Regions from separate parts of the Strix aluco genome. Here region 2 is linked to region 1. The links are chromatin contacts, called in public Hi-C maps. All regions are on one chromosome and are shown on one strand. The core of a region is the stretch at or near the end of the contact, and the rest is flanking DNA. Distances in the headings are between cores, read along the strand shown. Region 1 holds the start of SEC31A (SEC31 homolog A, COPII coat complex component). Region 2 holds the start of HNRNPD (heterogeneous nuclear ribonucleoprotein D).

Region 1 (5,517 bases), core at 1,278-3,777:
CCAAGCTCATTGCCTTCACAATGACACCTCACTGTCCCACAACATCACTGGCACTTGCGCCTTCATCCTTCAGTGCTGAATTTCTGCTCCTCTCCTTAACAACTGCAGATAAACCTCACGAAGTGGCCTTTCCACACACACCACGTGCAACACTTCCACAGCCGTTACTTTTCCCTTACAACCTCACTGCTTACCTGTGAGAGGAGGAGAAGGTGGCGCTAGACTTCATATTCAGCGAAGGGTCTGATAAGTCCAACTCAAATATTTCTAGAGAAGCACTTGTACTGAAGGTTGCATCCAGCTGCTGAGCTGATGTACCTGCGAAGAAGCATGCCTGGCAGTGAGAAAGCCACGACATACAGAAGAGCAACTGCAAAAGCAGCACAAGGAGGGGCATAAAAACATCATCCTTGCAAAAAGGACCCCGAGACAGGGTCAGGTTTCTGTTATTTAGATGTATTTCTATGTAATTCTCCTCCCCGTGATTCCCCCTTTGGGGGTTTCTTAACCAAGATGAACAGGAAAAGCTTCGGGCAAGCGCCACTCTCCCTGACAATGCTCAGAAAGTGATCAAAGTTACAAACAAGCAGCAAGGGAAAGTGAACCAGTGGTTAGGATTGCTGTCACTCTACCCCAGCAGAAAGAGGATGCTTGCTGTCACCTGCAGAACGCAAAGTGTGTTTGCACGCACAGCACAACTGGAGATCTCCACCAAAGGGACTACACCATATACCCCGCTCCAGCCTTCAGAACAGGAAATAACTCCTACAACTTTCACAGAATCACAGAATCATCTAGGCTGGAAAAGACCTTGAAGATCATCCAGTCCAACCATGAACCTCACACTGACCGTTCCCAACTCCACCAGATCCCTCAGCGCTGGGTCAACCCGACTCTTCAACCCCTCCAGGGATGGGGACTCCACCCATGCCCTGGGCAGTCCAAAATTATGACTGCTTCACGGCAGCCACCACACACAGCCTGAGGCCTGCTAGCACATGCTTCCCAGAAACTCACCTGTGGCCAGGTAAATGGGGTGCTGCTGGGCAGGGCTCCAGGTCTGCATGGCAGTACGATCAACTTCCTTCAGCTTCATTTTGCTAAAAAATAAAACCAAGAAAGCTAATGCTTAAATGGAGCACGGGGAGACTGCGCTGCCACGGATACAGCAGCTGCATTAGGACTTGGCAAAAGCTGCCAGGGGGATCGTTTTCCTAAAGAAGTCCCACAGATGGACAGACACCTAAGCCATCCTTTCCAGAGCAGACCCAGGGGGAAGAGAAGGAATAATTCTCTGTTGGCAGAATAACATTGACACTTAGAGGAAACTGATAGCTGCTGAACAGACCATAAAACAGGACAACGTGAGCAAAGCTTCAACTGCTCTGAAAAATCGTCTTCTAGCTGCATCGCGGCACACATCGGGCACCCTACGGCAGCTTCCAGTCTTAACCCATAAAACAAACCCATCCTCGAGAAAACCCTCGTTAGACCCCTGCCGCCAAATACCCTCCGCAACCAGCCAGATCAGAGAACGGAAAACGGTTCACGAGCCTCCACCGTCTCCTTTCTGGGTCTTTTTTTCAACACCCTGGGGCTCCCCCCGCCTCGGAAACACCGTGCGCGGCCAGCGCCCGCCGGTCGCCTCGTCAACCAGCGCCTACGCCCTGTTTCCGACAGGAACTGAAGGAAAAAAGGTGTTAAACGACGGTTTCCCTCGCTCCCCCCGCACCTCACCGCCGCGTCCCCGTCCCGTCCCGTTCCAACGTGGCAGCCGCGTCCCCGCCTCCCGCTCGCCGCCGGTTTCCGGGCGCGCCCCGCGTCTTCCGGGCGGCGGGGAGCGGGGCTCCACCTTTCCCTGCGCGGGAAGCGAGGGGGGGGCGGGCCACGAGTGGGGGGAAGTGGTGGGGCAGCGTCCTCCTCCTTCGGGGTCTCCTCGGGGTTTCTCGGGGCAGGAGCAGCGATCGGCCCTAGGGAAGAGGGAAACAGGCATTAGGGGCGGCCGCCCCGCTGGGGTTTAGGGGAACGGGGAGAAAGCGCCGGCAAGGCGGCGGGGGGGGTGTGTGGGGTGTCTGGTGCCGCCTGTCCTCCTCAGCTCAACGGCAGTAATCACGGCGCCATCATGATGTGAACAGCAGTGAGGCTCATCATCGGACAGCGGCCAGACCCACGAGCGGCGGCGGGGCGGGGTGTGCGGGCACCCACACGCGGGAGCTAAAGGGCTCAGCCGCCGCGGCCCGACGGCTTCCACAGCCCGGCTCGGGGGGCGCTTCAGGACGCGGCTCCCCCCACCCACCCACCTCTCAGAGCACAGCCCCACCGCTACCGCCTCCCGCCGCCAGACTCCGCTGCCGCTCAGCAGCGGGCAGACGCTGCGCCTGCGGCGGGCGCTGCCCCAGCCCCATGGTGCGGCTGCGGCTCCCGCCCGGACGAGGCTGCGGGCGAGCAGCGGCCCCGCCACCGGACACCCCTGGGCCGCTGCAGATACCCCTCACGGCGCGGCGGGAAAGACAACCCTGGCTACCCGCCCCACCCCCCCATAGGTACAGGCTGGGAGCGCTGCTCCCATTGGCTGCGAGGATCGCCGCTTGTCATTGGCTGCTTCTCCCCTCATCCCTGCTAGCGGTTGGCTGGGTTCCCTGCCCGTTCCGGCCACGCTTCTCTGCTTACGTCAGCCGAGGCGGAAGTGCAGCACTGCCTCAAGGCCATGGGCGGCCGCCGCGCCCAATGGGGAAGCAGTTCCCAACGGGAAGGCCCGGGAGTGGCAGCTCGCGAGCCAATGGGAAAGGAGGAAGCGAGCGGGCGGTGGTAGCCAATGGGCGGGCGCAGTTCCGGGGCGGGGCGTCGCGGCGGGCCGCGGCGGCGGGGCGGCCATGACGCGGAGCTGCTCGGCCCTGGGCTGCACCGCTCGCGACAACGGGCGGAGCCGGGAGCGTGGTATTTCCTTCCACCAGTGAGTGCGGCCGGCCCCCGCACCCCGCCCGCGCCTCCCGCTCCCGCCTCCCACTCCCTTCTCTCCGCAGGTTCCCGGTGGACGCCGTGCAGCGCCGCGAGTGGATCCGCGCCGTGAACCGCGTAGACCCGCGGAGCCGCCGGGCGTGGCGGCCGGGCCCCGGGGCCATCCTCTGCTCGCGGCACTTCGCCGAGACCGACTTCGAGCGCTACGGGCTGCGGCGGAAGCTGCGCCGGGGGGCCGTGCCCTCCCGCTTCTCCCCCCCGGTGCGTGCGGGGATCACCCTCGCTCCGCCCGACCCCCCCCTCGGCCGGGCCGCGCCGGTGTGCGGTGACCGGCTGCCCCCCGCCTCCCCTTCTCTCTTCCCCGCCAGGAGCCGCTGGGCGCCGGCCGGAGGAGCGGCCCCCCCGGCCGGGCGTTGAAGCAGCCCCTCGCCAGCGCCCCCGCCGGGGACCACAACTACAGCCTGAGGGGACAGCGGGCGGCGGGCGGCGAGGCGCGGCCGGTGCCGGAGGCCGCGCAGCAGCAGCAGCTCCCCGCGGCCGGGCCGTGCTCCCCCGCCGCCCCCCGGCCCAGAACGGTGACGACCGTCCTCCGGGAGCTGGCGGACAAGCAGCAGCTTTCTGAGGAAACCGTGAGTTTGCTGCAGGCCCAGTTCTCAGGTACTGCTGGGGGCGGTTGCTAAGGCAGAGCGCTTCGGGGTGCGTGCTTCCCCCACCCCGTTTTAGGTACTTGTTTGACTTCACGGTACACAGAACCCCTCATTCCTAGGTCTGGGGCTGGAGCGTGGAGGCCGTGTGATTTGAAGCTCTGGGACACAGCAGCCAATTCGGAAAAGAATTAAAATCTCCTTGAAAAAACTCAATTCCTTGAGGCTGGTTATGGTGCTCAGGTCAGACCTGTAACCAAGGCTGTTGAACCAAACCGTGCCACCCTTCAGCTGATAGAGGACTCAAGAAAATATTCCCCTTGTCTTTTGTGCTGTCCAGAAGCAAGCTCTGTTCACATGAGTAATAGAACCCGAAGAAGCCATTTCAAATTGCAGGGTCAACCATAAGTTAATGGCTTCTCTCCTGTCATGTCAATTTTTAAGCAGAACCCCCATCTAAAACACAGTCTTTACTCAAAACTGTGGAATAACATCAGATAGGAAAAGAGGATAGTGTTGAACAGTGATAGTATTGCTGAGCTGTACGCTTTATGCAACTCAGGACTGTGATTCCAGAGCCCACACTGCTGTCTTGTATTCTGCATCCCTCTGGTATCACCTATTTATTTGCTTCACTGAACTGACCTACTTTTTTTTTTTTAAGCAGATTTGCCTTGCGACTTGCACAGGTGGAGGCAGATGACAGAATATTCACCAGAAATGAAGCAATTTGCTTGTATTCTACACCTCTACCATGTTAAGGCCTATGATTATCTACAGAAGATTTTTCCCCTCCCTCATCCTTACAGCCTGACAAAGCAAGTTTTTATTCATTCATTTTGAATGTATTTTTAAGTACTCATGTAAAAATCGGTGTAACGTATGTCCTGAAAACGTTCAGCGTTAGTAGTTTCTCCCTGCTTTGTTTTAGTAACGGAAGCAGAGTGGGAAGCAAATGTCAAGAAATATTGTTACCCCTCATCTCAGAGAGCTGGTATATGTGGGTCACAGCATAAGAATAACACATTCCTCACAGTAACAATTTTAGAGTGAGTGTGGAGTTTGCCAAGTACTGCCATCTTTTTTTGAAAAAAGCTACATTTCAGGGCCTCAGTTGCTGTGTTTTACTGTTTGCTGGAGAGGCAGGGGGAATATAAAAAAGCAGAGGTGCTTTAACCTCCTGGCACATGGTCTTGCCCTGTGTGCAGCATAGACTTGTGAGAGGGGAGGGATGAGACAAATAGTGGAAGGGCGGGCAAATACAAGTACGTCATCTAAAAAGCAGCAGCAGGAAGGCAGGGATAAGGGAGCATCTGCAGTACTCCAGCAGCAGTCTAAATCAAAGGAGGAGAGAGGGGCAGGAATAAGAAGCAGTAGAGGAAATCAAAACCAATAGGACTACACATGGAAAACTTTGGGGCTGTTTTCTGGGAAAGGGAAAAGTCAAGAAGGGAACATGAGAACGTGAAGGACTGCATGAAGCAGAGTAGAGCTTTGGTTTTTCTCACCTTACCTCACAAAGAATCTTGACAAGTGCATGTTTCAAAGTTACGGAAGGGAGATACTTCTGTATCACATAACTCAATTGTGTCACTCACTGCAAGTAGTTACATAGACTCAGAATTTACTACCTGCAGCGCTATCAGACCCATTATCAAGGAGTGAAGTTCTAATAGCACACAGAAGCTGAAGAAAGTCATCCCCCCCTGCCAGGTTTTGAGTCTCAAACTCCTGTAGCGTAGTTGGAGGATGCCCAACAGACACCCACTGTCCATGCCAGCCTGTGGGGTCTTCACACAGCTTCTTCCAAAGGATCTGCTCAAAGGGGTGCAAGAGGTAGTGGATGGAGAGTATGTTCCTCATGGGCTGCCGAGGCTTTCACATCTAAACTGGATTATGATGCGTGGGGCAGAAA
Region 2 (5,517 bases), core at 821-3,320, 140 kb before region 1:
GCTTGCAGCTCCGCTACGGGGCGACCAGCGGCCCGGCTCGCCTCCCTCCCTACCGCGCCGCGGGGGCCCCTCTCCCGCTCCTCACGCCCCGCTGCTGCCGGCGAAGAGGGAGGCGGAGGTGCCCCAGCAGCAGCGGCGCCGCCCGCCCGACCCCCGCCGGCGGCCCGCCCCCGCCGGCCCGGCCCGGTACGTGACGTCGCCGCGGCGCCAAGTAAACAAACAGGGCGGCGAGCGGGGCCGCGCCGGGCCAGGCCGAGCCGGAGGAGACAACCGCCGCCAAGGAGACAAAAGCCGCGGGGCGCCCGCGCCGCCCCCACTGCTCACCCCTCGTCCTCCTCGTTCTTGCTGGCGTCGATCTTGGCTCCCTCCGACTCGATCCCGCCGCTGCAGCCGCCTCCCCCGTCAGCGCCCCCCGCCCCAGCCCCCGCCAGCCCCTCAGGCTGCTCCGCCGGCTCCGCCGAGCTGCCTCCGGCGCCCGCCGCCGCCGAGTCTATGGCGAACTGCTGCTCCGACATGGCGCCGCTGCAGCTGGTCCCGCTGCCGCTTACCCCGCCGAGGCCCCGGCCCCGGCGACGGCACAAACGCACCGAGCCCTCCCCTCCCTGCGCTCGCTTGTTTTAATGGCGCCGCCACCGACCCAACCTAAAATGGCGGACGGAAGGAGGGCGGCGGGCACGGTCATGTGACTCGGCTGCCCGGGGAGGCCGCGCGGCGGGGCGCGCCCCGCTGCCTGCTCCCGCCGGTCGGGGCCCGGGGCCGCAGCGCTGGCGGGGGGGCTGGCGGGTGGCCGCAGGTACCTCACACCCTGTGCCCACCGCCCGGAGCATCCGGGGCCTGAGAGTGCCGACAGAAAGCTTTCACCAAAAAAAAAAAAAAAGCCGCTTTTAAATTTAAAACAAATTTCTACAGATTGAAGTAAAACTTGACTTTTAAACAAGTGAGTTTTTGTATATTAACAAAAAAGTGCAACAGCAAAGCCCTGTCCTAGTGGCTTTACTGTGCTCACAGCCATCTGGAGGCACTGCTCACTACTGGCTCCTGCATCCGGCTGCACTTGGAAAAGTTGGGAATAAAGTCACATACATACCGCTGCAGCTTCTCCACGGCCAGGCACCGGTCTCTTTAGTTTGTAGCCAGCGATGTCAGAGTCTTCTCTCATCCAACCTAATTGCTAAGGTGACAGGAACCTCTCCAGGTCTAGGAACTGCTTAACCCATAGCAGTTTTGGCATGTAGCACTCCTGTACAACAGGAGAACAAAATAAAATACCCAGCTGCCTGAGAGAGAAATAAACACCAAAATTACACTTTGGAAACTTTCAGAGAAACCCCTACCCAGACTACTCCCTTCAAGTTTGCAAGGCATCTCCCCTGTGAAGTAGCTCCCCACATTTCACTTTTCTAACAAGCCAGGTTTATTTCAGATGCACATCTAGATACTTGTGCTGAGAAAAAAACCCAACAAACTTAAGTCTTTTGGCCTCAGACAGAATGTGTATGTCCACTTACCCACTGCAACTGTTCTCTTCAGGAGACAACCTGCTGGTTAGTTTCCCTTCAACAATCATTTGTTCACATTTTTGTTACATTGCTTATCAGTATACACAACATGGGAAAGCTGTTTTCTGATTCAGTTGTCCAGCACAGAATCCAACTTGAAGGAATAGATCCCAACTTGTACAGAAACTAGGTGCTGACCCTGAAGTTCAGGAACTTGTAATCTCCTGCTTGGAATTGGAATAGATGGGGAGCAATTGCTCTAGGGAAGTAGTTAAGTTATAGCCTTGAGTATTCTAGAACCTACATGCTTGAAAAAACCTAGAAATGCAATATAGATCTCACCCTCCAACCCCTCAAACACTGCTATCAGCATTAAAACAGTGCTGCTGTAGTTTTAGGTCCCTCCCTTGAGATGCAGGAAATGGGTATTGTGCCACACACACACACCCCCCTCCTCTTTTCTGCAGACTTTGTCATCTTCCACAGTGCTGTTAACTCAAGGCACTATAGTGTGCTCTTAGGACAGGTCAGGAGGAGGGCGTTGTACTGACCTGCATACGCAGCAACCTTGTCTTGAGTCATTTATGATCTCCAGAAAGGTACCTGCCCTTCTATACAAGTAAAAGTATAGTTATACCGCTGAACTGACAGCAAACAGCAGGACTACACATTCACTTAAGTAAGCATTTATTAGAGAATCCTTTAACATGAAATTATACAAATAAATTTTGTATAAACACAAGTCCACATTGTCTCATAACATGAATGGCAAAAAGAAAAAGTAAAAACCATAAAAGAAAACTAGTCAGCCGCTATGTACAGTTGGACACAGTTGTGTCATACACTAAAAGTCTTTTACAAAATAGCCATTTCCTCTCATGAAGACCACCATTCACGATGCGCTGCAAGATGGCTTTGTTGCAGTATCTCTACCTAAAAATCAAGACAAAATATATGTCAGGTCTGTGCAAGTTACTACAAGAATCGTTAAAAGGTCCATTTTCATGAACTGCTTTAAGTCTTCTATATATTCCTTTCTTCACTGTTAAAGATCATATGCATATTTATGAAGGTAACACAAGAGGTTTTGTTACCCATCAGTAATTTTGACTTCCCAAATATATCCATTCAGCCCATTTAGGAAGCTGCTCCAGAACACAACACACATCCAATTTAGACTATTAATCAGGCTCTGGATCAGTTTTTTTCCCCCACTGGAAACACTGCCAAAAGGGTTTCTGATTATTTATCCCATTTAAATGACTGCTGTGCAAACACAAGGCAGGTTGATTTAGTTCAAACAGTCCACATGCGTATGATCTTTAATGTTTTTCCAGATTTAAAAGTTCGTTTTGGTTTGCAGATTTCACTATTAGCTATAAAAAGAAAAAAGCAAGCATTAAATCTTAAAGAATGCACACTTAAAATGAGGTTCCACAATTGAAATACAACACTAAACAGAAGACCAAATGATTAAGCTGTAAAGGCATTTATGTACTTTAACTCCTGTAAAAAACCATTTAAGTTAAGACACTTAATCTCCAAAAAGATTAAAAAAAAGAAGCCAAAGTCTGAAGTTTTCCACTTTAATCTTTACGCTGGTACATGAAGTTGGAAGAGACCATACCACAGGACAGCGTTTTCTGGTGTATGCCTTGCGCTCTGCCTGCAACGTGCGACCCCAGAGATAGACGTGGTCAGGGTGACACACGGCCTGCAATGAAGTTCCCGCTGGCGGGTACAAACAAGGTATAATGTCAGAGTTAGAAGACAACATTCTTGTTTTCCTTAAGTTGTACCCATTTCAGTACTTTACCTGTTAATACTTCTAATAAGTTTAATTATTCCTCTAGACCACCTGGTACACAACGCAAAACAGAAAAACTCTTATGTTTTTCTGAAGTACTAAAGAAGATAAAGTCACATTTTTACAAAGTTAAAGATCTATAGACACTGTAGGCAAAGCTGGTTTTAAAAAAAAGTATTTTTTTAAGTTAACAAAAGCTTAATTAAAGGAAAAGTCATGCTACACAAGTTTTTACTCTTCATTTGTCTATTGATCTTTAAATTAGATTAGACATACTCAGAGTGGACCTTGCACTCATGTACACACCTGTTTCCTCAAGTACTAGGTACTGCTTTAGTACGGCTGGTAGTTGTTTTGGTGATTGCCGCCACCACGGGATGCCTTTCCATATGTGCTTTGTTGACCTGCAGATAACACAGGGTGGGGGGAAAAAGCAAAAGCATTAACATCCAACACTCTGAAGGAGATTGTTCCCATACAGTACACCAACAGGACTACTCTTTAGAGCCGTGTATTAGGAGTAAGAGGTGTTACAGAACAAGTTACTAAGGGCATCCCCTGTTTAAAGATGCATGCTATTCTTATCTGGAATGAGATCAAAACCACTTACCACTGTAATCTGTGTATCCTGGCCCATATCCGTAATTGGGATAGTTGTACCCAGAGTAGTCATATCCTCCATAGCCACTGTAGCTTTGATCACTGTAAGCACTATTGTAGTTTCCGTATCCTTGATCATAGTAGTTATTAAATCCTTGATTCCAGTTTTGTCCCTGACCTGAAACCAAGTAGAGCATTTATAAGTTACAGAACATTATTTCACTCCTCTCCTGTGCCACTTGATCTAACTTTCTACAGCAATTTTTCTATGCCAGAACTATTACCTGGAAGAATCCTCTTACCTTCCCAAGAATCTAAGAAAAATAATAGTCTAAAAACAACTGAGGAATCTCATTTGGATATGAGTCATAAGATCCTATTACCCACAACAATGTTAGAGAAAGATAGCAGGTAGTTCTGGTCATAAAACAGTCAGGAAAAACAAAACACAACACTGAAGGCATGCACTACAGCAGCTCCTGCTGTTTTCCTTTAACTTCCATTTTGGATCATTAATTGTCTGAAAACCAAGTTACAGCACAGGATCAGTTTTACTGCTTTGTGTTGGTTCTGACTGCTTGACTTTAAGACTGAGATGCATTAACCTGTAACACGACAGCTGCCTGCTTTTCATCTATTTGCAAGGTGTAGCAAAGTGACTGTCTTCCTCTTCAGTGAGCAGCTTGTGGCTTCTCAACCACGAGCCAAATAGCAGTGTATCCCTTCACGTGGAAGATTAACTGCCCTATACATGTAGCTATGCTGTCAGCTGTGGGTATACAGAAGCACCCTACACCCAGCTTGCCACTTCACCACTTGAATGCAAGCAGAGATTCTGAAGCTTCCACAAGCAGTCACAACCACCAAAATACCATTTACTAACAGGCTACTTTCCATGTTCAATTTAAACATGAGATTTGCACACAGCTCAAAACTTGAGAGTATCAACCAAGACCTCAGTGTTTGGTACAGACACTTAAGCGTTTAGATTAATTTCAACATCCAAAACACTCACCCCGTCCACGCCCCCTTCCGCCTCCTCGTCCACCAGCTGCATTGTTTTTTCCTCCTTTCTGCTGCTGCTGCTGTTGCCTGTATACCTCTTTCGGCTGTGCTACTTTGATCTCACACTGTAAAGAGAGAGAGAATTGTTAACTCGCCAAAATTTCAAGACCATTTTCTGAGTTGCTTTCACAGAAGTCTACAGAAATAGTCTATTTCACATGCCAAGAACAAGAGCCTCCATACCTTGCCTGAACCAATTTGATGGTATCTGCTCTCTAATAACTTCTTTACTGGCTCTTCATCTGTGTAAGTGATAAAACAGAAGCCCCTCCTTTCATTCGTCTTTGTGTCCATGGGAAGCTCAATGTTTTCAATCTGAAATCAAAAGTAACTATAATGCATGAAATCCGTAAGCAATTTTTAATGCTACCAGAACTACTCAGCAGCCCAACATCTTTGCCGACTGCAAATCAGCCCATTGCAACGCTACGGAATCATCAATACACCTACAGTTTCAACAATCCCTAGTTTTATGTAAGTCTGACCCAGCTCTCTCCTCAAAAATTATTCCATCTTAAGACAGAGGCAACACTGCACTTGAAAACC

Evidence for each region. Hi-C and Micro-C count contacts between places; a contact is called where the count stands out from the background.
Region 2: a Hi-C map of heart shows a contact between it and region 1, with 6 times the contacts expected there. The contact joins the promoter of HNRNPD here to the promoter of SEC31A in region 1. A contact is called at or near these places in 2 of 2 Hi-C or Micro-C datasets (brain and heart).

What each region holds. Positions count from the first base shown.
Region 1 is chr4:85,379,680-85,385,196 of bStrAlu1.hap1, reverse strand. SEC31A (SEC31 homolog A, COPII coat complex component) reads right to left here and starts at 2,527. Exons shown (of 30, transcript XM_074823915.1): 1 at 2,301-2,527; 2 at 1,738-1,970; 3 at 1,018-1,100; 4 at 195-318. The coding sequence starts at 1,096. THAP9 (THAP domain containing 9) reads left to right here and starts at 2,831. Exons shown (of 5, transcript XM_074823901.1): 1 at 2,831-2,953; 2 at 3,046-3,219; 3 at 3,327-3,615; 4 at 4,270-4,420. The coding sequence starts at 4,302.
Region 2 is chr4:85,516,808-85,522,324 of bStrAlu1.hap1, reverse strand. It overlaps HNRNPD (heterogeneous nuclear ribonucleoprotein D), which reads right to left and starts at 2,070. Exons shown (of 8, transcript XM_074823928.1): 1 at 1,088-2,070. It overlaps HNRNPDL (heterogeneous nuclear ribonucleoprotein D like), which reads right to left. Exons shown (of 9, transcript XR_012623236.1): 4 at 5,155-5,286; 5 at 4,922-5,036; 6 at 3,917-4,084; 7 at 3,613-3,710; 8 at 3,127-3,230; 9 at 2,170-2,432.